6 separate regions of the Mus musculus genome follow, and regions 2, 3, 4, 5 and 6 are each linked to region 1. The links are chromatin contacts, called in public Hi-C, HiChIP or PLAC-seq and promoter capture Hi-C maps. All regions are on one chromosome and are shown on one strand. Each heading gives the region's core, a stretch centred on a gene start, on an enhancer-like site or on the middle of the called end of the contact. The rest is flanking DNA. Distances are from core to core; before and after follow the strand shown. Region 1 holds the start of 1700113H08Rik (RIKEN cDNA 1700113H08 gene). Region 2 holds the start of Ascl1 (achaete-scute family bHLH transcription factor 1). Region 3 has its middle 46 kb from the start of Ascl1. Region 4 has its middle 57 kb from the start of Gm23191. Region 5 has its middle 21 kb from the start of Gm23191. Region 6 has its middle 39 kb from the start of Gm23191.

Evidence for each region. Promoter capture Hi-C pulls out the DNA fragments that hold promoters and counts their contacts. Hi-C and Micro-C count contacts between places; a contact is called where the count stands out from the background. HiChIP or PLAC-seq counts read pairs in DNA pulled down with a chosen protein or histone mark.
Region 2: an H3K27ac HiChIP or PLAC-seq map of embryonic brain shows a contact between it and region 1, with 12 times the contacts expected there. The contact joins the promoter of Ascl1 here to the promoter of 1700113H08Rik in region 1. A contact is called at or near these places in 6 of 39 promoter capture datasets (the C10 cell line, cancer-associated fibroblasts, embryonic stem cells and 2 more), 1 of 15 datasets of contacts at CTCF or cohesin (liver), 9 of 484 Hi-C or Micro-C datasets (the N1E-115 cell line, the Patski cell line, embryonic stem cells and 4 more), 22 of 115 datasets of contacts at active chromatin or transcription factors (VIP interneurons, craniofacial prominence, embryonic basal ganglia and 12 more) and 2 of 9 other capture datasets (liver and pancreatic islet).
Region 3: an H3K4me3 HiChIP or PLAC-seq map of embryonic basal ganglia shows a contact between it and region 1, with 5 times the contacts expected there. The contact joins the enhancer-like site here to the promoter of 1700113H08Rik in region 1. A contact is called at or near these places in 6 of 39 promoter capture datasets (3T3-L1-derived adipocytes, cranial neural crest, embryonic stem cells and 3 more), 1 of 484 Hi-C or Micro-C datasets (cortical neurons), 6 of 115 datasets of contacts at active chromatin or transcription factors (embryonic basal ganglia, embryonic forebrain, embryonic hindbrain and 3 more) and 1 of 9 other capture datasets (liver).
Region 4: a promoter capture Hi-C map of neural stem cells shows a contact between it and region 1. The contact joins the enhancer-like site here to the promoter of 1700113H08Rik in region 1. A contact is called at or near these places in 9 of 39 promoter capture datasets (the 3T3-L1 cell line, 3T3-L1-derived adipocytes, cranial neural crest and 6 more), 1 of 484 Hi-C or Micro-C datasets (cortical neurons) and 4 of 115 datasets of contacts at active chromatin or transcription factors (embryonic basal ganglia, embryonic hindbrain, embryonic midbrain and 1 more).
Region 5: a Hi-C map of the N1E-115 cell line shows a contact between it and region 1, with 4 times the contacts expected there. The contact joins the enhancer-like site here to the promoter of 1700113H08Rik in region 1. A contact is called at or near these places in 6 of 39 promoter capture datasets (cranial neural crest, frontonasal cranial neural crest, hippocampal neurons and 3 more), 1 of 484 Hi-C or Micro-C datasets (the N1E-115 cell line) and 1 of 115 datasets of contacts at active chromatin or transcription factors (embryonic brain).
Region 6: a contact with region 1 is called in a Hi-C map of the N1E-115 cell line, with 7 times the contacts expected there. The contact joins the enhancer-like site here to the promoter of 1700113H08Rik in region 1. A contact is called at or near these places in 7 of 39 promoter capture datasets (the 3T3-L1 cell line, 3T3-L1-derived adipocytes, hippocampal neurons and 3 more), 3 of 484 Hi-C or Micro-C datasets (the N1E-115 cell line, liver and nephron progenitors), 2 of 115 datasets of contacts at active chromatin or transcription factors (embryonic forebrain and embryonic midbrain) and 1 of 9 other capture datasets (pancreatic islet).

The regions. Positions count from the first base shown.
Region 1 is chr10:87,055,031-87,059,889 of GRCm38.p6, reverse strand. 1700113H08Rik (RIKEN cDNA 1700113H08 gene) reads right to left here and starts at 1,844. Exons shown (of 6, transcript NM_029685.1): 1 at 1,731-1,844.
Region 2 is chr10:87,491,000-87,495,858 of GRCm38.p6, reverse strand. It overlaps Ascl1 (achaete-scute family bHLH transcription factor 1), which reads left to right and starts at 2,199. Exons shown (of 2, transcript NM_008553.5): 1 at 2,199-3,506; 2 at 3,868-4,859. The coding sequence starts at 2,771. The coding sequence ends at 3,466.
Region 3 is chr10:87,445,722-87,450,580 of GRCm38.p6, reverse strand. No RefSeq gene overlaps it. Among named protein-coding and RNA genes, the nearest start is that of Ascl1, 46 kb to the left of the region's middle. Within about 2 kb of position 2,755, at least 80 of the 459 cell types and tissues checked have an H3K27ac peak or open chromatin away from gene starts, as enhancers often do. A contact at or near this core is called in cortical neurons, embryonic basal ganglia, embryonic forebrain and 3 more, where this site is marked.
Region 4 is chr10:87,418,431-87,423,289 of GRCm38.p6, reverse strand. No RefSeq gene overlaps it. Among named protein-coding and RNA genes, the nearest start is that of Gm23191, 57 kb to the right of the region's middle. Within about 2 kb of position 1,864, at least 17 of the 459 cell types and tissues checked have an H3K27ac peak or open chromatin away from gene starts, as enhancers often do. A contact at or near this core is called in neural stem cells, where this site is marked.
Region 5 is chr10:87,382,410-87,387,268 of GRCm38.p6, reverse strand. No RefSeq gene overlaps it. Among named protein-coding and RNA genes, the nearest start is that of Gm23191, 21 kb to the right of the region's middle. Within about 2 kb of position 2,453, at least 3 of the 459 cell types and tissues checked have an H3K27ac peak or open chromatin away from gene starts, as enhancers often do. A contact at or near this core is called in the N1E-115 cell line, where this site is marked.
Region 6 is chr10:87,323,150-87,328,008 of GRCm38.p6, reverse strand. No RefSeq gene overlaps it. Among named protein-coding and RNA genes, the nearest start is that of Gm23191, 39 kb to the left of the region's middle. Within about 2 kb of position 2,703, at least 7 of the 459 cell types and tissues checked have an H3K27ac peak or open chromatin away from gene starts, as enhancers often do. A contact at or near this core is called in the N1E-115 cell line and embryonic forebrain, where this site is marked.

The DNA of each region.
Region 1 (4,859 bases), core at 595-3,094:
GTGTGTATAGCAAGGATCTAAGACGTGTTTTAAAGTAAAACAACTCTCTCATACAGCCTTGGCTACATGAAGCATCGTTCTCTAACAATGGCCTGGCCCTCTTGGCCTCTCTTTGTCCTCCAAAATGCCTCTTTGTAAATCACAGGTGTTTGTGGGCAGAAAGACCATCAGAGGGGAGTTTATTAAGAGTTTTTTTCTTTCCCACTTGTTCTAAACCTGTTCAGAGAGCGCTTCATGCCACACACCAAATCTCCATAAAAATCAAGAAACAAGAAGTTTTCTGTACGTCTGCCCAACAGCCGCACTATGACATTAGTTTCGACAGCTCTGTGACCCGTATTGTCCCAACTTTATTCACTAGTCTCTCTTTCTCTTTCTTTTTCTGTTGCTTTTTTTAAAAAAAGCCTTTATTGGCATTTGGCATTTTTTATCTACTGTAAAATAAAAAGGAGAAGGATGGCTTTTTTTAAAGCACTCCGTGTGACAGTTAAAAAAAGAAAAAGAAAGCTATCTACAGTTACTGTAGTAATGGTTTAAAGGAGGGGGGTAAGCACCTGCAAATCAAAGAAAGATGCCGTGGTGCTGTCATCGGACTCCCCCTCCCTTTTCTTAAAGTTATTTCGTGGCCATTATAGAGTAGACCTGGCAATGAATTTATGTGACAGCTATGAAGTTAGTATTAAAATTGTGAATACTCCCTAGCAGTTTTCATGGCCTTACTATAAGATAGTCTCAATTTGCCACACAGCGGTGAATAGGGTACAGAAGGGGGTGTGTGTGTCTAATGAATGGGAGGAGGGTGGGTGAATGGGAGGGCTTCCCAGGAGGGGCAGCACAGTAGTCGCCAGAGAGTGATTTATTTTTGCCCTTCCAGAAAGGAAAGTCCGAAGAAGCAGCAGCCTGAAAGGCCCTGAAGCATTGATGATGGTGGGGGGGGGGGGCATGGGGGCGGGTCCGGGCGGGTGTCTTTACACATTTTACCATTCCAATGCCAGTTCTAGAAGCAGGGATCAAGGCTGGGCTGTGGTAAACCCATTCCTCTAGTCTTCCCAAATCAACCATGAAATGCCAGCAGGGAGCAAAGGTAGGGCCTGCTACTACTGAATGGGAGCAAGGCAAAAGAGGGAGAGTGTCAGCCTTGATCCACTCGGGGAGAGTTCGGAGAGAGATGAAGCGTGCTGGGTGTGAGGTGGGAGAACTCTTCAGAAGCAGGGAGGATTTAGAGAGGGCATTCAGAGGGAAAAAAATGAGGTGAAGTCACTGCAAAGAGCAAAGGGGCGTGCCCAGGGCGCACGGCCCCTCCCCAGACCCCTCCCCCGACCCCTATTAGCATGCGGGCAGCGCGGGCCACGGGGCGGGGGCGGCGCAGTGGGATCACAGCGCTGGGCGCTTTGTGGGCCGCGCTCGCCTCCACGGGGGACCATCTGCTCGCTGTCAATGCATCACCTGCTCGTCTGGGCTGTCGCCCGGGCAACCGAGGGCGGGGGAGATTAAGGAGCGTGTGCGTCTTGGTGTGGGTACTGGCTGTAGGGGCGGGGGCTGGGCACAGCTCTGTCCTCCTCCACTCTGAGACTGGTCAAGCCGGATGGAGGGGGACGGGGTGACGACCACCAGGAGCGATCAGGCTCTGCTGCTCGCAGCCCCACGGCCCCTCCCGAGAGCCACCCCTACCAGAGGTGGCTGGAGTCTATAGAAGCCAAAAACACGGGGTTCTCTTCAAAGCAACCTACCTCCTCTGTGACCAGACAAGACCCACGACTTGTCTTCTGCCTGTCTACCTGCAGCTGCAGAAGCCCTATCCTGTGCCCGCCGCTGCCTTCCAAACGAGTTGGCCCCACACTGCCCCACCCTTATGGACACCTCCGGGCACCGTTCCGAGAGCCCCTCAGTCTCCCGGCAACCACAATGGGACCAGCATCGCAAGTGGACCCTGCCCCGCCCTGCCACCAAAGTCAAAGACAGTGACCACATACATCTCTTCTCCGAATCTGCTCTGCCACCCAGCCCCAAGCCCTGGACAAGCCTTCAGCTTAAAAAGATGAGCATTACTTGATTATCTTTTGTTAACAAGTTGGTTTTTCACAAAGGAGGTAGTTCTAGGGGTTATGGAGGGATTTTATTTTTTACTGAAGTCCCCTACCAATCTAGGCCTCTCCCTTGAATCCCAAGTAAAAGGAGAATGGTGCTGCAGCCAACAGCAGGGGGCATAGCTATGCCATAGATGGGAAGAGTGCCCTTTTCCCTCTTTGAGCCATAGTCTCAAATTTCTTGAAAGTTCAGAAACTTTCAAGTAATTCTATTCCAACCAGGCAAGGATTTAGCTGTGCCCACAAAGGCAGTTCACATCTGCCTGGGGATTTTATTCAGCTCGGCAGAAAAAAAAAAAACACACACACACACACACACAAAAAAAAACCCTATGAATGCTGTGTAAGGTTCCATGGACTGCAACCCAAGCCAAGGTCTAGGTTTAGGTTTGATTTTGCTTTGGGTTTTGAATTTGGATAGCGATGGTTGGATTTTTGAAACAATGTTTCATCTGTTTGCTAACACATACTGGCCTCAAACTCACTAACCAAGTGTGGCACTGAGTGCATTGTGTAGCTTAAGCTAGCCTGGAACTCACCAGTCTTCCTATCTGATTACCCACATGGGAACCTAATGCCGGCAACTAGTTAAGATTTTGTTTGTAGGCAGTGTCTAATAAATTCAAAACAAGGTTCTAAAGCCAGGAATCCCAGCACTCCTTGTGAGGTAGAGGCAGGCAGATCTCTGAGTTCAAGGCCAGCCTGGTCTATAGAGTGAGTTCCAGGATAACCAGAGTACACAGAGAAACCCTGTCTTGAAAATCAAAAACACAAACAAAATGTGTGTGTGTGGTGGGGGGAGAAGTGGTTTTTGTTTCTAATACTTAAAATACTCTTAAAACAAATCCAAAAGCAGGCATAAAGACTTACAACTCTAATCCCAGGTTTTACAAGGATGAAGCAGAAAAATCTCTAAGTTCCAGGTCAGCCTAGGCTATGGATCAACAACAAAACAAGTCAAAAGACCAGGTTAGACTCTGGATGATTCTGAGCTGTTGCTCCCAGAAGCACTTAGACAAGCAAATAAGCCACATCAAAGCTATGACAGTATTGTCAAGATGCCTCTAGACAAGAATGGCAGCACAGGGTTACCTGCCATAGCTCCAACCCAGAATGCTGTTCGCTGAAATGAATGGCATTTCAGGTGCCAACCATGGGAAATATGTTTCAGTGTTAGACTAGCAATACAGCTACAAAGTAGATGTGAGATTCCAACTAAACCAGGACCCTGGAGTTGCAAATTTTGAGGTAAAGACAATCATAATACAAGCACTCTTCTGTTTTGCACTTTCTGTTTTCTTGGGACACTCTGTAGCCCAGGCTGGCCTCAGATTCTCAAGCATCCTCTTACCTCTGCTTTCCAAGGGTTAGCTACCAGCTACAGTGCAGACGTGGTAACCTTGGGGCACAACTTCTATGTCCAAGTAACCAGACAATGGAGGCCACTGCCTGCAAGCTAGCCTCAAACAGAGGGAAGATACTGGAGGTAGGGGAGAGGTGAAGTCTTATTCACAGCTCATACTGGGTAGAATATTCTCATACCGGCCAATTATGGGGCATTGGTCTACAGAATAAGGTCAAAGGAAAGTATATATTCAGCATCTATACCAGAACTCTAAGCTGATACCCAGCCACCTCTCAAACTCTTTTGAGTATCTTTGAGCTGGAAAAGCCTTATATGTCTTAGGAAGAACTCATTACATAGTCTGGCAGCTGTTGAAGAGACAAAGGTTGTTATACTATTTGCTTGCTTGGTGGCTTTGCCATGTACATATTGGACAATCACAAACGCACATGCACGCACACATACACACACACATGCATGCATACATGCATGCAAAAATTTATCTCTTTCCAAATCAATTCTTTATGTCGAACTACTTACCCCAAATTTTCTCTTGGTTTTCTTCATCTTTTCTAATGGAGCTTCTATTCCTTGCCGTGAAGTTTGTTATCAACTTTGCTCAGCTTCTCTAAAATCCAACTAAAGTCTATCAGCAAGTACAGTTTCTATCCTCTAATTTTTAAATACAACACGTGAATCAGATTAATGTCTGATGAACTTTTCTTAGTTTGCTGTCACTGGGTAGCCAATGACAGTCCCAAGAATGTAATTTTCAGTGACTCCCCAAGAAAATGACCCACGAAAGTGTCACTAATATGTAAGATAAAGGTGAGCTATCAAAATATCTGTGGTCTTGATAAAATAGGTACACATGAGAAGGTATACAAACGTCCTCAAAAAATAAAGAAAATTCTACTTAGCCAAAACTACTTGTAATTGTGACTCATAAAGGAGAATTCTGAGAAGCAAGAATTCTCTTTGAGATGCACAATAATTTCAATATATAGAATCAGTGTTCTCTAGAGCAACATAATTGATAATATATGTATATATGCATATGTATTCTATTACATATATATGGGATATGTATTCTATTACATAAATATGGGATATTTATTCAGTTGACTTGTTATTCCATAGAGATCATGCAGTCCAACAAAAGTTCATTTCACAAAGCTGGATACCTCAGCAGTCCCAATGTGGCCCTGAGGGCTTGCAGGTACTTAAGTCACTGATCTGTTCATCTGGTACTTAAGTCCAGATTGGAAGGCCAAGGAAGCTGGAGTCTGGTGACAGAAGCAGCAGCAGCAACTACAGGCAGACACACTCACCAGCAAGAATGGAATGCCGGTAAGCAAAGCTCTAATTTTTCCTTGGACTTCTTTCCATCTGGGCTGCTGCTGGAAGATCCTATCAACACAGCGGGG
Region 2 (4,859 bases), core at 950-3,449, 440 kb before region 1:
CAGGTTCACAACAAAGGGGCCAATTGATCTCGAATTAAAATGTCTAACAGTGAGCTTAGATGAATCTTTTCTCTTCACAAAGCACCTCAGACATTTAATAGTTTTGATACAAAGATGGCATACACACTACACTCTCTCACAACTTGGGTCCTACATGGATGTTTGAGGATGACGTCATGGATCCAGCCTCATTCCACAGTCTCTGCTTCTGTGGGGAGTGTGGGGAGCTGTGGGGCAGGTAAGGAAACAGACTTCCGGAGGTCAGTAAGCTAGCTATGCTAGAGCCTACCAGCTGTGCGGGGGGGGGGGGGGGAGGGGCTAGGGGGAAATCACAGAATTGGCCTGGCTACATCCAGTGCTCCCCAAACCTATTCTCCTACCAAGAGAAAGCCAAGGCAACGTGTGTCTGAGCCACTTAGGAAGTACCACTATTACTCTAAGAATACTCTTAAATACTCTCATGTCTAGGTCATCTCTCTGGGTCATCCTTGTGGACCCTTTAGAATGACCCATCTCCACAAAAAGAAACTCAGCTAGAGCAATTCTCCCAGCCAGAAGTGGTGACCAATGCTCATATTTTCCGTACTGGGGAGGCTAAGGTTGGAAGATTGTCAAGAGGCCAGCTTAGGCTATGCAATGAGACACTTAAAAATGGCTCCGATCATGATTAAAATAATAATAACGACGATAAAATAACTAGAAGCCATTATCCTAGTACTTCACCATAATCATTACTGAACTCCAGTCCTTGATCAGACCTGGTGACTTCTGGACAAAACTACCAGAAGAGTGCCCTCCGCCTAGTTCTGCCTGTGTAGACCCGACCAGAGACTACCCCAGGGTGCACCAGAGCAGTCTGAGACCTTTGCCTGCAGTGCTTTGCTTTTCTAAGCTGGACTGGGTTCGGACAGAGTGCCAGCCTGAGGGCCCGGGAATGCGCCTGGGCAGGCACTGTCCCAGCAGCCCGGTGACCGCTGCAGGCACCTCCCCTTCTCTCGCGGTGCCAGCACACGGCCTCAGCGGGCTCCGCTCCCAGTCGCCTGCCACCGGTCCGCCAGGCACACGCCTGGGGCGGGATAGAGGCTGCGCCAAGGCCTCCAAGGCGCCTGAGACAGGGAGGGACAAGGAGGGAAGACTTTCAGTTAGCTCAAATCCAGTCACTCTTTATTCCACACAGCCCACAGCTTCTTTCTCCAGAAGATCTGAAATATCCCAGAATGCCCTCCTTTCCCATAGCGTCTAGCAAGCATCTTTCAGAGGAGTGGCGGCTGTTATAGAGGGCCAGAAACAGATAACCCTGAGTGCCTTCCTGCATACACTTCCCCACACCACTGTGTCTCACAAAAGCTAGCCTCCAACTTATTCTCCTGCCTCAGCTTCTTAGGGAACTGTCAACCTATCCTGTTCATGACTCCCTATCCTTCCCACCCTTAGCGAGTTGTGCCCAGCACATCCAATCCTTGAAGCTGAATGGAACAGCAGTGGCAACCCCATATGGCTGCAGAGGGAAAGGCTGCTCAGACAGGGTAGAACTTACTGAGACCACAAAGCTAGTGAGAGGACTCAAGTTCTCATACAGAGAGACCACTAGTGTGCAAACGCTCTCCCCTCCTACCTTCCTAAACCTAATGGCAAACATTTTATTTTTTAGGGTCACAAAGAATCCTCCGGAGTTACTGCGGAGAGAAGAAAGGGGGGAAGCAGAAGCCCAGCCCTCCACTTCCAAGAGTTCCCTTTGCCACTTTTTCTGCCTAAACCCTTCCCTGAATTTTCTTCCAAGTTCTCAGGAGACTCCAAAGACACTTTTCCCTCCAGACTTTCCACCTAGGCACCCCAAGTCCAGGAGTTATTTGCCCCCCCCCTTTTTTAAAAAGGCCCCCATTTCTAGAGCCACCCCCTGGCTCCCGGAGCCACCGCCCCGAGCGCGCGGCCTGTTTATTCAGCCGGGAGTCCGGCACGCGCCGGGCGCACGCACTGCAACAACAAACCAGGCTGAATGGAGAGTTTGCAAGGAGCGGGCGCGGGCAACTGGAGGGGGGGGGGGCGAGAGGGAGGGAGCTGAGGAGGTGGGGGAAGAGGAGGGGTAGTGGGGGCTGCAGCCGCTCGCTGCAGCAGCGGGGAGTGGGGGGCGAGGCGGGGCCAGGGCTGCGCGTGGGGCTGGGTGTCCCATTGAAAAGGCGGCCGCACCGCAGCCGCCCAGCAGTCTCTCACTTCTGGCCAGGGAACGTGGAAGGCGTACCGGCTGGGAGCCGGTTAGGGAGGGCGAATTGGGGGGAACGAGAGAGCAATTAGAAAGAAAGGGGGTTCAACCAAATAATCCCAGAAGCAGGCTCAAGCCCAGGCTGGAGCAAGGGAGAGCGGGCGCAAGAAAGCGCAGCCCCGGAGCAGCTCCACCTGGCAGAGTGCGCTCGGCACTGACTTTTGCGGCTGCTTTCCTTTTCCCTTTCCTCTTTTAAAACCGAGAAGGCGCCGGCGGCGGCCGCACACGCGAGCGCCACGCGAGGCTCCCGAAGCCAACCGCGGCGGGAGGAGGGGAGGGAGGAGGCGGCGCAGAGGGAAGACGATCGCCCAGGCACCTTCCTCCGCTGCAGCCTGACAACTCTGCCTCCTTCTGCGCGTTTCTTCCCCTTTAACTTTCCTCCGGGGCTCGTTTCTCCCCTCTCCTTTTTCTTCGTCCCCCTTTGATCGTGCTTCGCAGCCCCGCTTCCTTCAAGGGCTCTGCGCACCCTGCGTCCCCAACTCGTTCTCCCCCGCGACAGTTTGGCCCGGCATGGAGAGCTCTGGCAAGATGGAGAGTGGAGCCGGCCAGCAGCCGCAGCCCCCGCAGCCCTTCCTGCCTCCCGCAGCCTGCTTCTTTGCGACCGCGGCGGCGGCGGCAGCGGCGGCGGCCGCGGCAGCTCAGAGCGCGCAGCAGCAACAGCCGCAGGCGCCGCCGCAGCAGGCGCCGCAGCTGAGCCCGGTGGCCGACAGCCAGCCCTCAGGGGGCGGTCACAAGTCAGCGGCCAAGCAGGTCAAGCGCCAGCGCTCGTCCTCTCCGGAACTGATGCGCTGCAAACGCCGGCTCAACTTCAGCGGCTTCGGCTACAGCCTGCCACAGCAGCAGCCGGCCGCCGTGGCGCGCCGCAACGAGCGCGAGCGCAACCGGGTCAAGTTGGTCAACCTGGGTTTTGCCACCCTCCGGGAGCATGTCCCCAACGGCGCGGCCAACAAGAAGATGAGCAAGGTGGAGACGCTGCGCTCGGCGGTCGAGTACATCCGCGCGCTGCAGCAGCTGCTGGACGAGCACGACGCGGTGAGCGCTGCCTTTCAGGCGGGCGTCCTGTCGCCCACCATCTCCCCCAACTACTCCAACGACTTGAACTCTATGGCGGGTTCTCCGGTCTCGTCCTACTCCTCCGACGAGGGATCCTACGACCCTCTTAGCCCAGAGGAACAAGAGCTGCTGGACTTTACCAACTGGTTCTGAGGACCTGCCAGGCTCTCCTGGGAATGGACTTTGGAAGCAGGTACGCTTCATGTGGGGATGGGCAGAGCCTTTCTTGACTAGGTCCCTTTTTCTTTTTCGGTGTGGAGGGGGGAGTTCACGGAAGGTAGGGGCTGTCTCCAGGAACCCAGGGGTGAGAGGAGGTTACTATGTTGTTAGTTTGTCCATCTCAAGTGCTAGTGTGTTAACTTCAGTCTTGGCCCCTGAGAGTGGCTTTGCCCAAGTTTCCAAGAGCAGAAGGTCGAGGTGAGGCATAGAGACCCTGCGTATTGAGTCCTGGGACTTTGTCCAAAGAGATGTTTTACCTGACAGATTCTCCAAGCCTGAATAGCTTCTACCACACCCCTTCAAGTTCACACTAACCTCTCTTGTTTCTGTTACAGGATGGCAGCAGATCCTGCATCTTTAGTGTTTCTCGCCAACGACGTCAAATGGGGAGGCAGAAAAACAAGGGGAAAAAAGAAGAAGAAATGAAACAAACAAACCAGACAGCCAACCTACAGGGGCACCTTCACTAAGATGCAATGTTCTCAGCAAACAGGGGTGGGCTCCAACAGTGTCTCTGCATTCCAACATCATTTCCAGACACGAGAAGAGTGACTGGTGTCTGAACCTAAGCCCGAATCACAGATGGGTTCCTTTCCTGGAGCAAGAGCGTCACACACACACACACACACACAGACAGACACTATATTAACTCCCAACCACTAACAGGCAGGGCTGGAAGCGCGCATGTGCAAGTGCCTTCACCTCCCACTCTCTGTCAGAGCTGTCTTAGCCCCCTGAAACTGGGTTGATGTCTTTCCTCAGTCACCCCCATTCCAGCGATCTATGGACATTTGCCTCCATTGAAGCAACGTCAGTTCTCGGACAGCCTTTCCCTCTCCTGGTGGCCTCCTCCCCAAACCCCACATCGCCCTCCCACGGTCTTTGCTTCTGTTTTCTTCATAGAATGCTTCCAATCTTTGTGAATTTTTTTATTATAAGAAAAAAATCTATTTGTATCTATCCTAACCAGTTTGGGGATATATTAAGATATTTTTGTACATAAGAAAAAGAGAGAGAAAAAATTTATAGAAGTTTTGTACAAATGGTTTAAAAATGTGTATATCTTGATACTTTAACATGTAATGAGATTACCTCTGCGTACTTTAGATATGTAGTTCATCTTACAACTGCCATCCCCACCCCCATCCCCAGTGTGGTTTTGGAAAGAACTCTCCTCATAGGTGAGATCTAAATGCCACCAGAATGACTTCAGCACCAATGTGTCTTACTTCACAGAAACGTGGTTAATGTATTAATGATGTTATTAAAAAAAACTGTTCAAGAAGAACAAAAGTTTATGCAGCTACTGTCCAAACGCAAAGTGGCA
Region 3 (4,859 bases), core at 1,506-4,005, 390 kb before region 1:
TTTTGCTGAAAGGACCCAGATATAGCTGTCTCTTGTGAGACTATGCTGGGGCCTAGCAAACACATAAGTGGATGCTCACAGTCAGCTATTGGATGGATCACAGGGCCCCCAATGAAGGAGCTAGAGAAAGTACCCAAGGAGCTAAAGGGAACTGCAACCCTATAGGTGGAACAACATTATGAACTAACCAGTACCCCCCAGAGCTCTTGACTCTAGCTGCATATGTATCAAAAGATGGCCTAGTCGGCCATCACTGGAAAGAGAGGCCCATTGGACACGCAAACTGTATATGGCCCAGTACAAGGGAACGCCAGGGTCAAAAAAATGGGAATGGGTGGGTAGGGAAGTGGGGGGGAGGGTATGGGGGACTTTTGGGATAGCATTGGAAATGTAAATGAGGAAAATACTTAATACAAATATTTTTAAAAAAAGAAAGGAAAAAAAAAGAAAATAATTCATCCTCATGACTATCTTCTATTTCTTGGTAGTGTAATTTTAAAATAGTATAAATTGAAAAGGAGATTTAAAATGTATTTACAAAAAAGGGAAAACAACAATGATTATTTTCTCTTACTAATAAATAAGCTGCATTATCATACTAAAAAGAAAGAAAAAAGAAAAAGAAAAGTAAGGATGGTTAAAGGTTTGTCTAATCCGACGAGTCCAAAGGAAATAAATCCCTGGCACAGACAACACAGGAAACTGTATAAGGAGGAATAGGATTGGAGCTGTCACGACTCATCAGTGAGAACAAGTCATAAACACGTATAATGCCAAACATAATAGAAATTTCAAAAGACCCAGAGAAAAACAGAACTGTAGAATCTGAGTCTGGGATGATCTGCTTCCAGGGGGTGGAGATGAATCCAGTCTTAAAATGGCTTTCAGGGCAGAGCTGTCAATGCAGAGAAGAGAGCAAGGTCTTGAGACTCGAAGACGCTTGTTGGGTCCAAGGGACAATAGTGACCTGTAGAAGAGGGGTCATCCCGGACATGACAACAAAGGGAGTCCTGCTTTGATTTTTACTCTGTGTGCCTTGTAGCTTCGGCTAAATCATTCCATTCCTGTCATCCAATGATAATTATGAGGGGCACGCTGCAGCTGACTGGCTCTTAAGTTCTACCACACTGCATCTAGCTCTGCGAAATTCAGGATCTAGGGAGATGCCTGGAACTTTCAGAAGAGAAATAGGTAGATAAAGAGAAATTCAGGGACATACTAGATACATTCACACCTTAAGGGAGGGCTTACTTTGTCTCTCTACCTCAGAAGGTTAAGCTTATGTTTCCTTGGCCTCTCTTACTCGGGCAGGGCATCATGGTAGCAGGAGCATGTGACAGTCAGGGAAGCAGAGAGGACTGGGGGCCCAGGTACAGCCATCAGAGTGGCCACCTCTAAGTGGTATACTTCCTCCAGAAAGATGCCACATTCCGCAAGTCTGCAGAACTACCCCAAAGTGTACCACTGCCTAGGGAGCAGGTATCAAGCACAATCTGGAGGGACAGTTTATATTCAAAGCATAACAGATGCCTTAGAGACATGCTTTGTCCCTAGGGTCTAGGTTAGAGAGTGGGTAACTCTCAATGCTTCAAAAGCCTAGGAAACCAAGATCTATTCTTCTTCTGTTTTTCTTTCGTTTGTTTGTTTGTTTGCTTGTTTTGTTTTTCTTTTGGTGAAGTACACAGTTTCTTTTCTTTTCTTTTCTTTTCTTCCCTTTTCTTTTCTCTTCTCTTCTCTTCTCTTCTCTTCTCTTCTCTTCTCTTCTCTTCTCTTCTCTTCTCTTCTCTTCTCTTTCCTCTCCTCTCCTCTCCTCTCCTCTTCTCCTCTCCTCTCCTCTCCTCTCCTCTCCTCTCCTCTCCTCTCCTCTCCTCTCCTCTCTTCTTTTCTTTTCTTTTCTATTTTCTATTCTATTCTTCTCTTTTCTTTTCTCCCTTCCCCTTCTTACAGCCTGCTTCTCTTACTTCATCCCATTGGAGTATGGGGAAAGTTCACGCTTAGGGGTCAGGGGTATTTGGGTCCAGAATCCCCCATCTGTTTGTAAATTACTAGGTGAGTCTTGCCAGACCATTCTGGGATCTGGACTTCCAGACCCTCATCTGGGACCATCATCGAGATTCCTCCTGGAGCACAGAGTCTGTGATTCTATTACCTTCCTCCCCGCTGGCGCAGAGGAAGGGTCAACCTCCTGCACACAAGCCCACCCAACTGTCCTAGAGCAATAAAGCAATTTCCTTGGAAATGGTTTAAGAAGAAAAGTCATGAGGCTCTTGCAGAATATGATGAAACCCAGTCGTGGCTGAATATTAAGTTAGAGAGGGGTCTGTGACTCGGTGGGGGTGGAGGTTAGAGGAAAAAAAAAAGAGCCGAAGCATTAGGAGAGAGAAATTTTAATTGCGATTGTTTGGCCCATTGATCTTAGGCAAAAGACAAGAAGCCCCCAAAGCAGCCTCAAACACAGATATTTGAAAAGCAGACGGCTGGGGGATGGTTTGGTTTCTCCCTCCCTTCTGAGGCTGTTTGAGGAGCGGTCTACAGCACTGACAAGCACGGGTTTTGGAGGCCATTGAAAAGTTTTGGGTCTAAATAGGGTAGGCAGCTTGGCTCAAGCGTTGCTAAGGAACACCTGGCAACGGGCAACAATAGGCCTTTTAGAGAATCCGGGGCAAACAGTGACCGTGGTAATGGGGTGGGCTTAAGGGTCTCCTTGCAGGCTGGGCCCCTCCTCTCCTCACACTGGGGCCTGGGCACTGGGCTATGTTCCGGAAATTCCCTGCACAAAGCCCCATTCAGTGGGAGGAGGGCCAATGCGTGTGCTGTGCGGGGAGTGGGGGTGGAGACAGAGGGAGGGAGGGAGCGGGGGAGGGGGTACCAGAGAAGGCGCTTTACTGCCAAAAAAAAAAAAAAAAAAACCCACCCAACCCTCTCAAGTCTCTTTCTTCTCCTAAAGACTAAAAGAGGCACAGAAAGTGCTAAGTTTGTAAAAGAGGCTGAAAAGATTCAGAAAAAGTAGCATAAAAGGGGCTGGGAACGCCCAGTGAATTTTGAACAGAGAGCAGAAAAGAGACCCTAAAAAGCAATTAGTGATGCTGCTTGTAAATGAAGAGGCAGCTAGTTTGGGGTGGGGCGCTGACAGCTGGAGGTAGGTGTGCGAGGCTGGTAAGCGAGTTGGGGGTGGTTGGGGAGATTGGAGCAGGTGAGGAGAGCAGGATGGGGGGGGGAGATGGGGGAAGAGGAAGGGGGTAGGAATTGGAGGGGTGAACAGTGGGGAGACCTTGGACACATCCTCCACTCTAGCCACCTCTTTGCTGCTAAGTGAGACTTGGGCTAAACAGCTACCCCGCTCAATTTGATTTTGCTGTTGGGTAAGGCCGACCCAGAAAAGCAAGGAAGGTTTGAGCAAGTGAGGGGCAAGGGTGGGATCTTCATCTTGGATAACCACAAAGGAAGCCCCAATATTCTGAGTGCTTCCCTCATCGCATCGGGAGTGAGTAGTAGATACTCCAGGGAGTTGGGTGTCTGCCTGGGTCCCGGGGAGGCTCAGATGACAGCCAGTGGAGGAAGGCAAGAGAGCCAACAAATTAGCACTACAAATTCCTCGTGCCCAAGCTGTATAACATTAGTGCTCAAACACCCTACTCAACAGCTCTAAAGATAATAATTTTACATTTCCAGCAGAATGTGCACAGTGACAATTATCTGTATTCCTACTGTGTCGCAGCATCAACCAATAATCAAGAGAATTATGTTCCAGTTGAAAGCAGATTTAAATAAACAGACGCTAAATGGGAGCCAATAATAGATGTACCAAAATAGTTCAGGCAAGGAAGCAGCCATTCAGATACAAAGCTGTTTAATGAAGAAGGCAGGAGGTACCCAGACCCCAGGGTTTACTATGCCCTGTCTGCAGCTCAGCTAGGATGACACAATCTAGCTGTCTCTGCAGATGTAACCAATGTGCTGTCTTCTACCTCATCTCCCTTCCTTCAGTGGATACTCACCATTCATCATCAGCCAGGAACATTTGGGCATCATCCCAAAATTATTAAACCCTGCCATTACTTAGCACTTGTGTCCCTCTGCTCAGGGTTAAGATATGGTCATGTTGGCCTTGCATGGGGCAGGGGAGTAGTGTCAGTTTCTTAAAAGTATACCAGTGTCATTTTTGCTAGAAGGGGGAATGAGATACTGAAGAAGCAGAGGAACAAGGGTTTACAATAGAGTTATTAAATCAGTGGTTCTCAACCTGTGGGTCCCGACCCCTTTGGGGTAGCATACCAAATATCCTGCATATCAGATATTTATATTACAGTTCATAATAGTTGGAAAATTACAAACTAGCAATGAAATAACTATGGTTGGGTGTCACCACAACATAAGGAACTACATTTAAGGGCTGCAGCATTCAGAAGGTTGAGAACCACTGCCTTAAATCATTGCATGTGACAGAGGTTACTCCATGGGTCACACATGATCTCAGTTCCAGAAATTAAGAGATTAAAGGGATGGTCATTGCCCTTAAAAAGCCCTCAACTGTGTAGGGAGGAGATAACCAGGGAATTCGTGACAGTTAATAGGCGTCTATAAATGTACAGTGAGAAACACAGGAATGGGCTCTGATAAGTTAGGTAAAGGAGATGCCAGCGAGAGACAGCTAAGTCTTGAGGGTTACGTAACAGATACTGGAAGGGAACCTTGTGGCAGATCCATTCAGAAAGCCTGGTTGGTTCCAGTTACCGTACTTCTTTGGCAAGAATGACTTCAGGATGAGATGTTAGAAGACAGTTGAAACTAGAGGAAACTAATGGTGACCAAAGAAAAGTTCTTTGAGACTAGGGTAACGGCAGGGTAATGAACAGAGG
Region 4 (4,859 bases), core at 615-3,114, 360 kb before region 1:
ACAGAAGGGGAATTCCACCTCCACTTTTCTATAGAGCATTTCTCTTTTCTATAGAGAGGATGTTCAACCATGCATGGACACACAGATGGATACAGATGCTTCTGTCTCAGTGTTACCAGGGTAAAGGACCAGGCTTGAGTTTCAGATAAACGCTCATACACACATGTATTTGTAAGATATCAAACCCATCATGTCTATTGCAATGGGGGAGTTAAAAACAAAACCATAAAAAGTACAAGGCCAGATGCTTAATTAATGTATCCAATGAGCATAAAATTACTCTGTCAAATTTCTACAAATGTCTATACTTGTTTTTATTCTGTAAAAGTTTTTATGACAAGGGATACAATGCATTAAGAGTACCTGCTTAGCATGTCTGAAGCAAGCCCTAGGTTCAATCAGTACTAAATAAACCAGACAAGGAGGCACAAACCTGTATCCTAGCACTGTGAGAGAGAGGCAGGGGGATCAGGAGTTTGAAATTCTTCTTATCTATATATAGTGAGTTCAAGGTCAACATAGGCTATATCAGTCTCAAAAAAAGAGAGCCAAATAAATTTGTAAATATATAAATAACAATAATAACAACAATTTGAAGATTGGCTGAATTTGGAACACGATTACTCTATCTTTCTCCTCAGTTTTTTTTCCCCACTTGATTCTATATATCTTGGTTATGTCTCTTACTTTTAGCCCATACTCCCAACCACTGTGATTTCTTGCTATATTTCCTTGAGAGTAAGAGACATTTATTTGATAGTTACCCTTGTGTTCCTAGGAGGAAACTATGTATTCTAAGAGCACAATGAAAATACACATGTTTGATCTGTCAGTCCAGGGAGATTTGATAGCAAGTAAATACAGATTTGTAAACGTTTAGCAGGGCCAAGTGGGGCAGGGATAGCATGTAGGACATCAAGCATTGGGATGGTCTTTCTATTTATTTATTTTTTCTTTATTCTTCTTCTTGAATCAATCCTTTGCAGTTAAAACAAGACATCATAAACCTGCTTTAGTAAATTTCTGGAAATAGAGGAAACCTACACAAGTAGACAATATTTATGATGCACACAGCCACAAAGGCATGATTTCTGCAATGCCTTTAGACGAGTTTCAAAGTTTGAGAGAAAACTTGTACTTACACATTGGCAGATATGTAGTGTGTGTGTGTGTGTGTGTGTGTGTATACAATTATTTCACCTTTAAAGATCTTTGGGCAGAGATTTCAACCCTCTACTATATGTTCTAGTTATATACAACATTATTTTAAAACATACACCTCATGTTTGCTATTTTGCTAAGAAAATGGACTTTTCTGCCCTCATACAAAATTTAACCCAAGAATTCAAGGAAGGAAAAGGGTGCCTACATCTCTTGCTAACTAGAGCTGGATGTTTTCAGGGTGGCCTATAAATCTCGAACGTTCAATGTTGTGAAAAATGCCTTTTCCACAGAGCTGATAACATATTTCATTTTAGTCAATAAAAGAATCAGGAGAGAAGTTTGTTCATTTGTTTTCCTTTGAGGTAGACAGTCTTTCCCATATAGGAAAGCTAGCTTTGACCCTTCTGCCTATCCCAGATCTTGCTGAATAGTCTCCTGCCTCAGTTTCTCAGGTGTTAGGATTATAGGCATAAGATGCTACCCATCAGATCAGAAGGATCTTTAGCAGGTTTCCTAGGCAACAAATACATAGTACAGTACAGTTGATGCCCTTCATACAACATTACAACAAGCAAAGGATAGCTAGGGAATGAACCATTGCTGTCTGTCTCTCTGGCAGGGGCCAGAGAGCTCTTGTGCTGAGACCCAGCAGGTGGATAGCTGCCAGGTTCTGTAGCAGGACAAAGAGGATGTAGCCTAGAATCTAGGCTGTCAGGCTGAGGCCATGCTCTATTTCATTTTTCTTACACTGCCTCTACCCTTCACTAATTACTCTGCCTTCAGCTTCTGGCTAAGTCAGTCCAGAGTCCTGTGCTTGCACTGTAATTCAATAGTCTATATACAACATTTGTTGGACTTACAAGTAAATGAACAAATGGGTTGAAAAACATAAAGAATCAAATGTGTTTACCCAACAGTAAAGAAAGCTACACACACACACACACACAGAGAGAGAGAGAGAGAGAGAGAGAGAGAGAGAGAGAGAGAGTTATACTGTTATAATTTTGCAAACACATTCTAGTTTATGGAGGGAGCTAGACTCTGAAGTTTAACTGGGAAAAGAATATGAGGAATAGGTGGTGAACGTATGGACAGACAGATAGTTTATTCAAGGTAAAATGTGAATATACAGCAAATAAACATTTAATCTTCACTATTGATCAAGAAATGGACCTGGAAGAAAAGGATAGAAAAAAATATCAATTAAGAACTTATATCTAAAGTTAACATATTAGAAACTTGGGTAATCACTAAAGATAACTTTCAAAGTAGTAAGTGGACTGAGGGAACCCGAAAAAGTGCACATAATTCTGAGCTCACTCTCAATTGAATTTACAAATTTAGTATATATATTTGAGCTTCAAATTCCTTAGGAATAGATCCTAAGGAAACAATAGAACAAATCTTTATACATACACAGGAGAAAACATTGCTGACAGTAAAGGACCATTCAGGAGCCAGTATGGACAAGACATTGTAAAACTAAACAGAAATCTAAAAGGGGCAGCGATGATATAAACTCAAAGGTGCATGCAATATGCAAAAGCCATTTTAGGCTTTGAAAATTACACATGTGCTGATTAGCGCGGAAATTAAAATATGCCCATTGTTTTTAGAATGATAGGGTAAGATTATGGTCTCCCCCACCCGCTTTATTTTTCAGTTCTCTTAGAGTATTTTTTCCTATTGCACGCCTTGTACTTTGAAAGGAAAAGGAACAGGGTCAGTATGTGGAAAAGCTGCCCCTCCTTACAGTCAATTTTCTCCAGCCCTGTCAGCTCCCTTTCTCAGGAAGGAGATGATGTGTTAGCCCTAATCCCCTCTGCTGGCTGCCTCCCCATTCAGAAGGGAATGCAAATACTTCCAAACTAGAGCATTTTAGACCTATTCAAGGCCCAAGACAACACGCTTTGCATTAGCATTTGAAGTGTGAGGGCTGAAAAAGGGGAATGGACAACTTTTTTTTTCTCTTTCTTCCTTTTGGCTCCAAGCATGGGGAGACTTGAAAATGTCCTTTTTCCATCCCTTTGCGCACATAGGCATTGGCGCTAAACTTCAGAGCGACACACTGGCTGCCCTCAGGGGAAAGCATTCAGGGGGATTTTTACACATACACAGAGGGCCATCGCCTGAAATAAATCACAGAACTGAGGTGGTAGAGATGAAGCGAGGGGTTCAGCTGCTGAGCTGGGCGTCCGGAGGCATGAATTTAAATCGCCATTTATTTTCCTCTCTCTCCTCTCTCTCTCTCTCTCTGCTCTTGCGTGAATCTTAGTTTCTTAATCTTCCACAGTGCACAGGGGCATGCATGGAGGAGAAGGGCCACATGGATTTAAAATGCAAGATGAGACTCCCATCAAATAGATCCGTGGAGGTGCAGGGCCAGGGAGGGTGAAGCCCAGCGCTGTGCAGCCTAGGTCACAAGTTCAACCCCTTCTGGGTCAGTTAGCTTTTCTCTGTGCCATAGCCACAGACTAAAGGCCTGGGCTCCTTATTCAAGCTGAATGTCTAACAAAATGTGTGCCCTTGGTCACTGCACAAAACAGCCCATCCAGAGTCTAGCAAATCCAACCTCCACTGCGGGGAGCAAGGAGGAAGCAAGCTGTCACTAGAGGCCAGCAATGGCTGCACCCATCTCTGCAACTCTATAGGGATAAGGCCAGCCTGTGAATGAAGAGGCAACAGCTGTGTAGGACAAGGGCAGGGGAAGGAGATGCACAGGGCTACTAGACCCTGGGGTGGGGACAGCTAGCCTCACCACCTCTATCTGGAAGTTATTCAACCTTACTGATCTCCTGCAGTGGCTGAGTATGAAACCAGAAGGTGTGGCTATACATTAAGAGATGAGAACTGTTTAGTTCATAATGTTGTTCCACCTATAGGGTTGCAGATCCCTTTAGCTCCTTGGGTACTTTCTCTAGCTCCTCCATTGGGGGCCCTGTGATTCATCCAATAGCTGACTATGAGCATCCACTTCTGTGTTTGCTAGGCCCTGGCATAGTCTCACAAGAGACAGCTATATCAGGGTACCCCGGAGCTCTTGACTCTAGCTGCATATGTATCAAAAGATGGCCTAGTCGGCCATCAGTGGAAAGAGAGGCCCATTGGACATACAAACTTTATATGCCCCAGTACAGGGGAATGCCAGGGCCAAAAAGTGGGAGTGGGTGGGTAGGGGAATGGGTGGGAGGGTATGGGGGACTTTTGGGATAGCATTGGAAATGTAAATGAGGAAAATACCTAATAAAAATATTTTAAAAAAAGAGAGATGAGAACTGTGTCATGTGCCTACTGAACAGGTTAGTCACTACTAAGAACATCACCACCAAACACCATCCTAAAATAGGGCTCTATGGCTATTTAAGGGTGTTGAAGAACATAGTCTAATAGACTAAGACAAGAAGAAGAGGTTTCTGTTGTCAGGAAAGGTCACTGAACACACAGTTTATACCAGCTGCCTTGATATGCCTTTTCAAAATGACCTTCCTCTGGGAAGTCCTCCTGGACCATCCCAGAAGAATTGTCAACTTCTTATAATTATAAGGTTTATAATATATATGTATATATCCCCCTATACCCAAGGAACAGCTATAGATCAAAACACCATAAAATGAGTTTCTTTGAAACAGGGAACAAATGTTGTGGCCATATTGAAATGCAAATGCCCTGATGACCTTCCAAGGGGTGGCTTTCCC
Region 5 (4,859 bases), core at 1,204-3,703, 330 kb before region 1:
AACTTTCTGCTTAGCACATTCTCTAGCTGCTCCCGATACATCCTGTCTCTATGTGCATAACTTCCCTTTCTAATAATTATTTTAATTTTCAATTATATGTACATATGTATGTCTGTGCTGAGGTATGTACAGTGCTCAAAGGAGGGCAGAGATGTGGTATTTCTTGGAGCTAGAATTACAGACAGCTGTGAGCCACATTGTGTATGTGCCAGGAACTAATGGGTCCTCGGTAAGAACAGTATGAGCTCCCAAACACTGACCAATGTTTCTGACCCCAAGTCTTTTCTCAGATTTCTATCTTTGACCATTTTTCTCCTTCTTGGATCTTTTAGTTCATTTTCTGGTCACTGTGAAAGAATATCTGATAGAAATGACTTAAGGGAGAAGAGATTTCTGTTGGGATACAGTCTACCAAGACAAGAAAGGCATGGCCACTGGGTCACTGTGGCTCTGACTGAGTGGTGGAGCCTGCAGTGACGCTCCTTCCATCTCTCGCACATAGGGAGCTTAGGCTGTCTCCCTTATCATCCAGACCAGTTTCTTCATGTTCATAATTATGGTCTTATAAGAATTAAATTAAAAAATTAGGTGTAGTTATATTTTCCTAAGTGGCTACGGAGCAATGGATATAAACACCTATTAAATTTATTCACTCTAAATACTTAGTATGCAGAACTGTTTAAGTATTTTGCACACCCCTCCTCCACTTTTAGGGTTATAATTACACATCTTTTTGTGGGGGGGATATGAACCTAGGTCCTCATGCTTGCTTAGCTGAGCTATCTCTCAGCTTTACTGTAAGAACTTGGTAAACAAATCACCACTGTACCAATTTGCTACTAAAGTATACTTTCATAAGGATCAGTACACTTACTAAAGTGTATTTTTAAAAGCTATTCTAAATTGAATTATGTATGATCATTTAATGCATTGATCTTCTTTTTCTCCCTCTTCTTCTTTGTCTTCTTTTGTCTTAGTTTTATTTTCATTCACTCACCCAGAAGTTGGAAAATTACTTACTTTAAAGAAAGAAGTAATCAATGAATTAACAATTGAGTCTGATAAACCAGTGTGCTGGAAGATGGTTTGACTTCACAGCACCTTCTGCAAATATGAGCGAGGACATACCACTGCACACTCTCCATATTAGTCTTCACTAAGGGAAACACTGGTCAACAAATAAGAAATCTTACCATTTTTATATAGATTTATGTTGAGTTTGAAGTTAAGAATACTTTTAATTTTAATTTTAGCAGCATGTGGTGGTGCACACCTTAATTCCAGAACTAGGAAGTCAGCAGAAGGTGAATTTCTTAGTTGGAAGCTAGACTGGCCTACAGAGTGAGGTCTAGGACAACCAGAGCTACACAAAGAAGCCCCATATCAGATGAGAGAGAGAAAGAGAGAGAGAGAGAGAGAGAGAGAGAGAGAGAGAGAGAGAGAGAGAGAGAACTTATTTTATCCTAGAATAGAAACACCAGTCTGAATTATTAAATCAAAGGCAGTGATCTGAGAAGTGTATTGAGGTACTTTCTACAAGTATCTAAAATTATATAGAAAGTATTTTCAAACAATAAGGAGATGCAAATGACTGTATATTCTTTTTAAACAAAAAAGCACTCTAAAGATGGTCCCCTGGTCAACATTTTCTCTCTCATTTTCATAATATGGGCTGGAAAATGTCTCAACCAAATTAAGCTAATGGAGGCCAGTGAGTGCGGCATTCATTTGAAGAGCAAGGGGAAGATAGAGGAAAGACAGGTAATGATTTGTGACAGGGGCCCCTAAATTTGATTTGAACAATTCAATTACGCATTTTAAAGTCCCCCCAATGAAATGTGCCAAACAGCCCTCCATTCTTCATGCATGCAGATGGGACAATGACCGCTCTCAATAGTAACCCCCCATCGCCTTCTCTGCAGTGGGAAATGGATGGTAAGATTTAAAAAATAAAGCTGACCTCCAAAATCCATTCCTAGCCTGATTTTGTATATTTCCTGTAATTTTGGTTTTGTCTTGAATGAGGGCCACATGCTTCATATAGCTTGGATATCCAGATCTCCAAGGCAGGGGCCATGGGTGTGGTGTCTTATGGTCACATATACCAGGCCATACTCACAGGCCAACCTAGACTTTGGTGGGCAGGCAGGCTTGCCCCTAGGTCCACTGAGCTGATGATGAATAGCTGTGAAGGCTTTGTGATTGCTCAGGCTCCTTTGTAGGTCTGGACAATGGAGAAGGACATAAGTCTGGCTCAGGAGAGCAACGGATAAAACTGCTGGGCAAGATGGAGGGCTCCTGCCGACAGGACCACTTGTTGACATTGAAAGAATTTCACAACAAGTGAGCAGAAACAGAAACGATTCTGTTTGGCGGAGCTATTAGTTGCAACGTGTGGCACCGGAGCGGTCACTCCTCATGTGTTTGCTCACTAATGAGCTCTGAATGGCCATTAAACTGGGCTGCTATAGGCCCAGAGCCACCCGGACAATGGCATGCATGAGTACCTTCCTCTGTTACTATTGGCTGGCCCAAGGAATAAACAACTGGTCTCACTCAAAATTAAGCAGAGTTGACAGTACAGTTAGATGATCATTAATTAGTGTTTGTGGGTAGACGAAGACTCATAGCCATTTCTGAGGACAAGATAGGCTAGAGTGACTCATTTCGAAGCACAATTCAGGCTGGCTGTGCCCTATTTCTGGAGCCATGTGGAATGGTAGCCAAGGATTTTAGAGAGGGTCAAATAATTCGTGCAATCTGTTTGAGGAGGACAAAATCTTTTTAAAGGAAGTTTGAGGGGCATTGGTAAGACTTTTGTTGAGAAGGAAATGAGTTATTTATAGAAAAAGTTTTCTGGGCTGAGGCATGTGATGTGTAGTTCAAACACCTTTGTGTTGAAAATCTAATACTGCACTGCTTTTTGGCTGAGCTTGGGCATCTTCTCGGAGTAGGAGTCTCCATTTTCCTACAGAGAACGTGACAGTAACTCTAGTGGCAGTTTCAGAGCTATATATTTGTCTCTTTGGTGTGACAGGTGCCTGATAAGAGCAAATTAAAAAAGGAGTGGTTTTAAGTTTGCTTTATAGTTACAGGGTACAGTACGTTATGGTGACAGGCTATTGTGACAGGAGTTTGAGACTGCCAGCTAAATTATGTCCATAGCCAAGAAGCAGAGTGCAATAGATGTGTATGCTCATCTAGATTTCTCCTTTTAATTGAGTCCAGGATCTCAGGCCACCATACACATATAATGTGGGTCTCAATTAATCTAAACCAGATAACCCCTCATAGATGAGCCCAGGTGCTTATCTCTTCCGTGATTCTAGATTTTCATCAGGTCGATAACCAATTGACATCTCAATAGGGTTATCACAAAGATCTAAGGGAAGACCTTGTAATTTGTATTACATGACACAGACGGGTTAATCGTTTTCTCAATGGCACATAGTATGCATAGAAATGGTATCTATATAGGATAGGGTATTCTACCAACCTACAGAAAAAAAGTGTGAAAATGGTCTAGCGAACGGTCATATTTAAATATTCTCCCCACACATTTCATTCTGAAAGGAATTATTAAAACTTCATAACACCTTAGATGAACTCAGTAAGAAATTAATTTTCTTTTATTTCTAGTCTTTGAAAATTTTATACATGTACACAGTATGTATAGTGCTTTGATCATCGTCACCCCTACTACCTTCCTTCCATTCCCCCTAGAGCTACTAAACACAGCTCCCTCCCAACTTCAGTTCTTTATTTTTTTTCTTTAAATTTAATAACTAGCTGAGACCAATCAGTGGCATCTACATGAGTATGGGTGTGGGCTTATTCCCTTTGGAAGGGTAGCCTATCACAGCCATACCTCACCCTCACCCTAGTGACATGATATTCTCCTCTCTTCCCAACAACCATCAGCTACCAATAGTTCCTCAGCTGGGGTTGGGAGATGGAGGTCTGAGAAACCAATCCCCACCCATGCTGGAATCTTGTCCGGTTTGAGCTTGTGTAAGCGAGCACAGATACTACAAGTTCATGTAATCTCCATAGTTCCATTATGTCCAGAAGACAATATTTCACATCTCCCTCCTCCTCTGCTGGATTTTCCATTCTTTCTGCCTATTTTTTCACAATATCCCTTGAGATTTGTGTAGGAGGAAGTTTACATAGATGATCCATCTTTGTTTGAACACAAGCAAAATGTACAGTTTGGTACAGGACGGAATGTGTGTGATATGAAAAAACTGGGATCAGGGAAATCCTAGAGGGTAATTCTAGAGGATCTTTTGGGGGCATTTCTTTAATTGTTTATTGCATGACCACCTCTGGGAAACAGTATTAGCAGAATCAAGTGGAGAGGAGTATTATGAGTTGTGATTGTCATATAATTAAAATCTGTTTTAGAAAATAAAACCTTCACAAGTACCACCTTGATATCAAAAGCTTTCTTATGTTGATCACTTCTAAAGCTTTACCTAAAAATGTACTTGCTCCCCTGTGGTCCAGATCTAAAATACAAACCTATTGATGAAAATCCGTGGGTATTTCACACTTATTTCAGAATTAGTACATCTGAAAAAGTTCCATTGGTTGTCTAATAAACTACACAAAGATTTTGTAGCTTAAAACAGTAAGTATTAAAAGTGCATAATATATGGGCTGGCAATTTGGGGTGGGCTCAGCTGGGTGTTTCTTCTGGTGTTGGCTAAATTAACTCATGAGTTTTCGATCAAGTCTGGCTGGTCCATGGGCGGATTCAGTTAAGATGACTTGTCTCTGTTCCATAGGTAGTTTTATCCTGCTATAGGTATGCTTAGAGTTTCTCACATAGAAACTTCATTGGGTGGAGGTATTGT
Region 6 (4,859 bases), core at 1,454-3,953, 270 kb before region 1:
TAATTCCTCAGGGAAGTGGTGCTGCCTTGTGTGTCCCTATCCTCTCCCAAATAGTGTGTTGCTATGCCCGATCTCATGCAGACCTTGCGCAGGCTACCATGGCTATGATGAATTCAAGAGCACAACAGCCGTGGTCACGTTGTGTCTGGAGACATCTTTCTCCAACAATCCATCCTTTCCTCTGGCACTTACTTCTCTTTGTCCTCTTTTCTACGAGGTTCCCTCAGCCATGAAGGAAGTGACATTCAACTCTGATAGCAACTTCTTGTGGGATCATTATTATCTATTTCTGAGGAAGCTGAGGCATAGAGATGTATATAACACATCTAGCCCCATCAAAGGGAGTAGGGACGGAAGATGAGATTGACATCAAACTGTCTGGCTCGGGTATCTGGACTCCTCCCTCCCAACATATTCTACACTAAAACAAAGTACAATCTGACAGCCAAGTGGGGAGACCATATTGAAATCTCAGAGCTTGGGTGCCAGTAAGAAGCTGCCACTGTCTGCATTTGACAGTGCCCCCCCCCCCAATAATTCACTACTCTTCGCTCATCTGCACAGGGGCAGAAACAGGTAGTCCTGATTTCCCAAGAGCAGCTCAGGCCCAGTAGCAGTTGCAGTAGAAGCTAGCAGGAAAAAAATTTTTTTGCACACTTTGTATCTGTGCCATGTGTTCAATTTTTACTCCACCACCCTGTAGCCTGGGACACTATTCCCTGAACTATATATTCCTCTATTAGGACAGCATCTTCCTGCACTGTGACTTTTAAGTAAAGGCAGCAGAAGACACATTTCTTTATATGTGGAGAGCTGGAGATGTTAAATGTTATGCTTAATATGTGATGGCTTGAGTTCTATTCCAACCATGAGGGAGGAAAAATCCCTCATGGCAGACATACTCTCCTCATAAAAGAATGATAATTTCTAATCCAGGTGTTGTCATGAATACCCACAATTCTATGATCTTAACTGCACAGCAGGGTGGCACAGGATTGTGGGTTTGAAGTCAACTTGAGCAAATAGCAAGACTCCATCTAAAACAAGCAATACTCAGAGAGAAATAAACACAGCATGGCAGCCTGATTCCTAGAAAATCAAGCCACATTATTCCAGTTTCAGACACAATAGCCCTTTAATGTTTAAATGATTAAAGATCAACCCTTTTAAAGATTTATCACCATCATCACCATCACCACTACCACAACCACCATTATTTTTGAGGTGTGAATATGTGTGTGTGTGTGTATGTGTGTGTGTGTGTGTGTGTCTGTGTCTGTGTCTGTGTGTCTGTCTGTCCATCCATGGAGGTCAGATGCCTCAGAACACCTGGAGCAGGAGTTACAGGAAGTTCTGAGGTACTAGACTTGGAAGCTAGTGATCAAAACTTGATCCTCTGAAAAAGTGTTATGTATCCTTAGCCAGTGAGCCAGCTGTACAGTTTCCAGACCTTATGAGTCAGAGTGCCTCCCCCATAACGAAAAGAGCAGGATGCTCTCCATATTCTAAAATGCATTAAGACAATTAAGCAAAGCTCACCCCAAATGAAACTATGCAAGGGGAAAGTGTTTCATAATCACACTACCTTTCCTGAACCCAGATTTCAAGAGGGCTGAAAGACAAGAGCTCCCAAGAAGCTAAAAACTATTTGAAAATTTTTGAAGCAAAAGCTCATGACACAGAAAAACAATTCCAGAAAGGGGAAAAAAACATCCACTGAAACGTAAATCAGCCACAGGGAGGAAGCCTTGCAGGGGCAAGCTCAGAAACACTGCTGAAGAAACAACTTTCTGTTATAAGTAATCAGATAATAGGGCTCTGTTAAGAAGCACAGAATAGTTAGATTCATCCACATAACTTAATTGTACAGGTTATTAAAGAGCAGTTAGCCCCTCCTACTCCAGCTTTTGTGTATTAAACTCAGACTAATCAAATTGAGGATTCCAAGAGTACTACGTTAGTCAGCCCCATCCCTTTTAATTTGTTTAATGGCCGTGCGTGAGTGTGTGTGTGTGTGTGTGTGTGTGTGTGTGTGTGTGTGTGTTGATGGGATGTCTATTGCTTAGCTTCCCAACATGTAAATAAAGAATGGGCAGAGAGACTTTTGCAGAAGAGAATAAAGCGTGCCTCCTTTCTCGAGCTGCATTTGATGTTTGAGTAATTCATGGGAGGCTGATGGCAAGCAATGGTGCTTATTATTTCCACTGAGCGGTCTGCAGACATAGAAGAAGAGAGGAGGCGAAGAAAGGAAGGAAGGAAGGAAGAAAAGGAGTCTGAATTTACACTCGCTGCTTCAAAAGCCCTTTTGTACTCCGCCAACTTCTCCTGGCCGAAGATGCAGTATTTGCCCAAAAGTCGCCTGCAAGAAAGCACACAACACGACCAAAGTGGAAAACAGCCCACCAAAGGACTCCTTTGCCACCCACCCCATTTTCTTTAATAATTTTCCCTTTGCATAAAGGACGCGGTTCTAGAAAGTGGCACTCACTCGGGGTCTTACAATGCCCCACTGGGCTTAGAAAACAAACCACCTCGTTAGTGAAGCTTCACGTTCAGTTCGGCTGTTTGGGTTAATTGTCTTTTCACCTGGCTCCAGCCATCAAGTCAACATGAATGAAGAATAGGAGTTACTTAGCATGGAGAGTCCGTCCCTGGAGCAGGCCCCTCCGAATGATGGTCTGAGCAGAGTGAGAATGGCCGTGTTGTTTGGGTTGCTGTTAGCTGCCCTTGCTCATTCAGACTTTCTGTCCATTCAGACAGGGAGGCCACGTGTCCAGAACCTGAAAGGGGCCCCCGCTACACAGAAACTTGGTTCAACTTACTCTTTCATATGTAGGCTTTTCCATGGATTCTGTGTTTATTATCTGGGTTCAGAGCATTTTCTCAAATGCGCACGCATTTCCATTTCTGGTTCCACACGAGTGCGGAACAACGCCACAACGTAGGTTTGCTGTGTGGTAGAGGAAAGGCAAGAGGGAGAAAGGAGAAGTAAACAAATGTGATCAGTAATTCCTTGTTCACAGGCTCCACAGACACCTGCTGAAATGCCACGAGCCCAGTGGGATGACTTGTTGAGGGTTTGGGTTCCCGTGATGCCAACTGGCTAACGTTCCCTAAGAACTGACTGGTTGTTTGGGCATCTTTTAGGAACAACTCTGGTTCATCTGACTTATTTAGAAATAATTACCCCATTGGTGGATTATCAAGGCCATGTTTTCTCTATAGTTTCTACCTGGACACCTGCTTTTTTTGTGCATTTTAATACTAATTAGTGTCCTCAACCTTGGGATGAAGATCTCAAGTTTAGGGCAGGAACTGCTTTCTTGAACGTTCGTCATGTGCCAAGGGCTCCAGTAGCTTCTGGGGATAGATAAAAAGAACCAATTGCTACCCACCCACACTTTGAGGATTTAATGCCAGGCACACAAGGATTCAGAGAAACACCAGGAAAACAAGTTCAGGGGCTACGGAGGAATAGAGTTGAGCTCCCTTAACGCTCTTGATGTGACTCTTCAAGGTGACGAAGGTAGTCTGAGTTTCAAAGAATGCAAATGAATTAACCAGGTAAAATGAAGAGAAAAAGAATTTCAGGAAGAAATAACTGGTGTGTGAAGTCAAAGCTATACCAAATAGTAGGGTTAGCTCAGTACAACCAGAACATAAAGGGAGAGAAAGACAGGACGACATGGAGAGGCTGAACCGGGCGTTACACGTGAAAGAGTTTGGTCACCATCTTGAAGCATTGAAAAATCATCTCGCTGGCAACAGGAAGCCCCCGAGGACTAAAGCAGGGTTGAGAGATCAGGCCTAAGTTCAGTCTTAGCGGAAATAGATTTGAAGGGTGGCTGTGGGAAGGCTGCCAGTGGACAACTGCAGCCATTCAGAGAAGAAAGGGTGAAATCAGGGAGAGAGGGAGAGGTTTGGGGGGTTCTGGCTGTAGGTGGCAGCGCTGCTGACAAGCAGAGGCTGAGGAAAGATGAACTAGGGAGCATGTTGAGGTCTGGAGCTCACTGGAACAGTGAGCTTTTTCCTCAAGCGTTGGTTTAAATGAGGCTCTTCCTGTGTAGACCGCACCTCTACCTACCTGGGAGGTAAAAATGAATCCTAAGCGATGTGATTTAAAAAAAAATCTAAATGCTGCATTTTGTATCTCTGCAAAGGACTCCTTTATGTAACTATGTTTATAGTACTAGAGATATTTCATGATAAAGTAGTGGGGGAGGGGCAGTAGCTGAGTAGCTGACAAGTTAAAAGTCCAAAGTCCAAAACAGTTTCTTGGAATGTCAAGAGTGGTCTAAAACAATGAGAATGCGGTAGCCTGACTATGTTTTCGTTGTCGACTGGTAAATGTGGACGAGAGACAGACTTGAGTGGCTGAAACGGAGCTTGATACGGGACTGGAACTGAAGGGGATGTCCCTTGATATAGTTTAACACAGATCTCTCTTGTTAGAATCAACTAGATTGTTGATTAAAACTCAGACCCCAGTACTATCACCCCTCCCCCACGATACCGATGGAGAATTCCACATGAGCAGAACCTGGTGCAACTGTATTTAAAATAAATTAACTACCCTCTCCCAACACCATACTCTAACCAACCTTTTAAAAAATGCTGCCAGATGTCCGAGATGGGATGTGGAGACCATATCCTGATGGTGGGTATGGAATTTGAAAGAGAAGGCTTCATGCCGATACCCTGGTCTGCTAAAAGCAGAGCTGGGGCAAGTAACTCTCACTTATCAAGCCATGCAAATGCATCTACAAAAGGAAGACAGGGTCGTGGGTGGGTCTAACTGAAAACTAAAGATGCATGGAAAGGTCTGTGGAAACAATCTATTTAAAATGCTAATTTCAAGG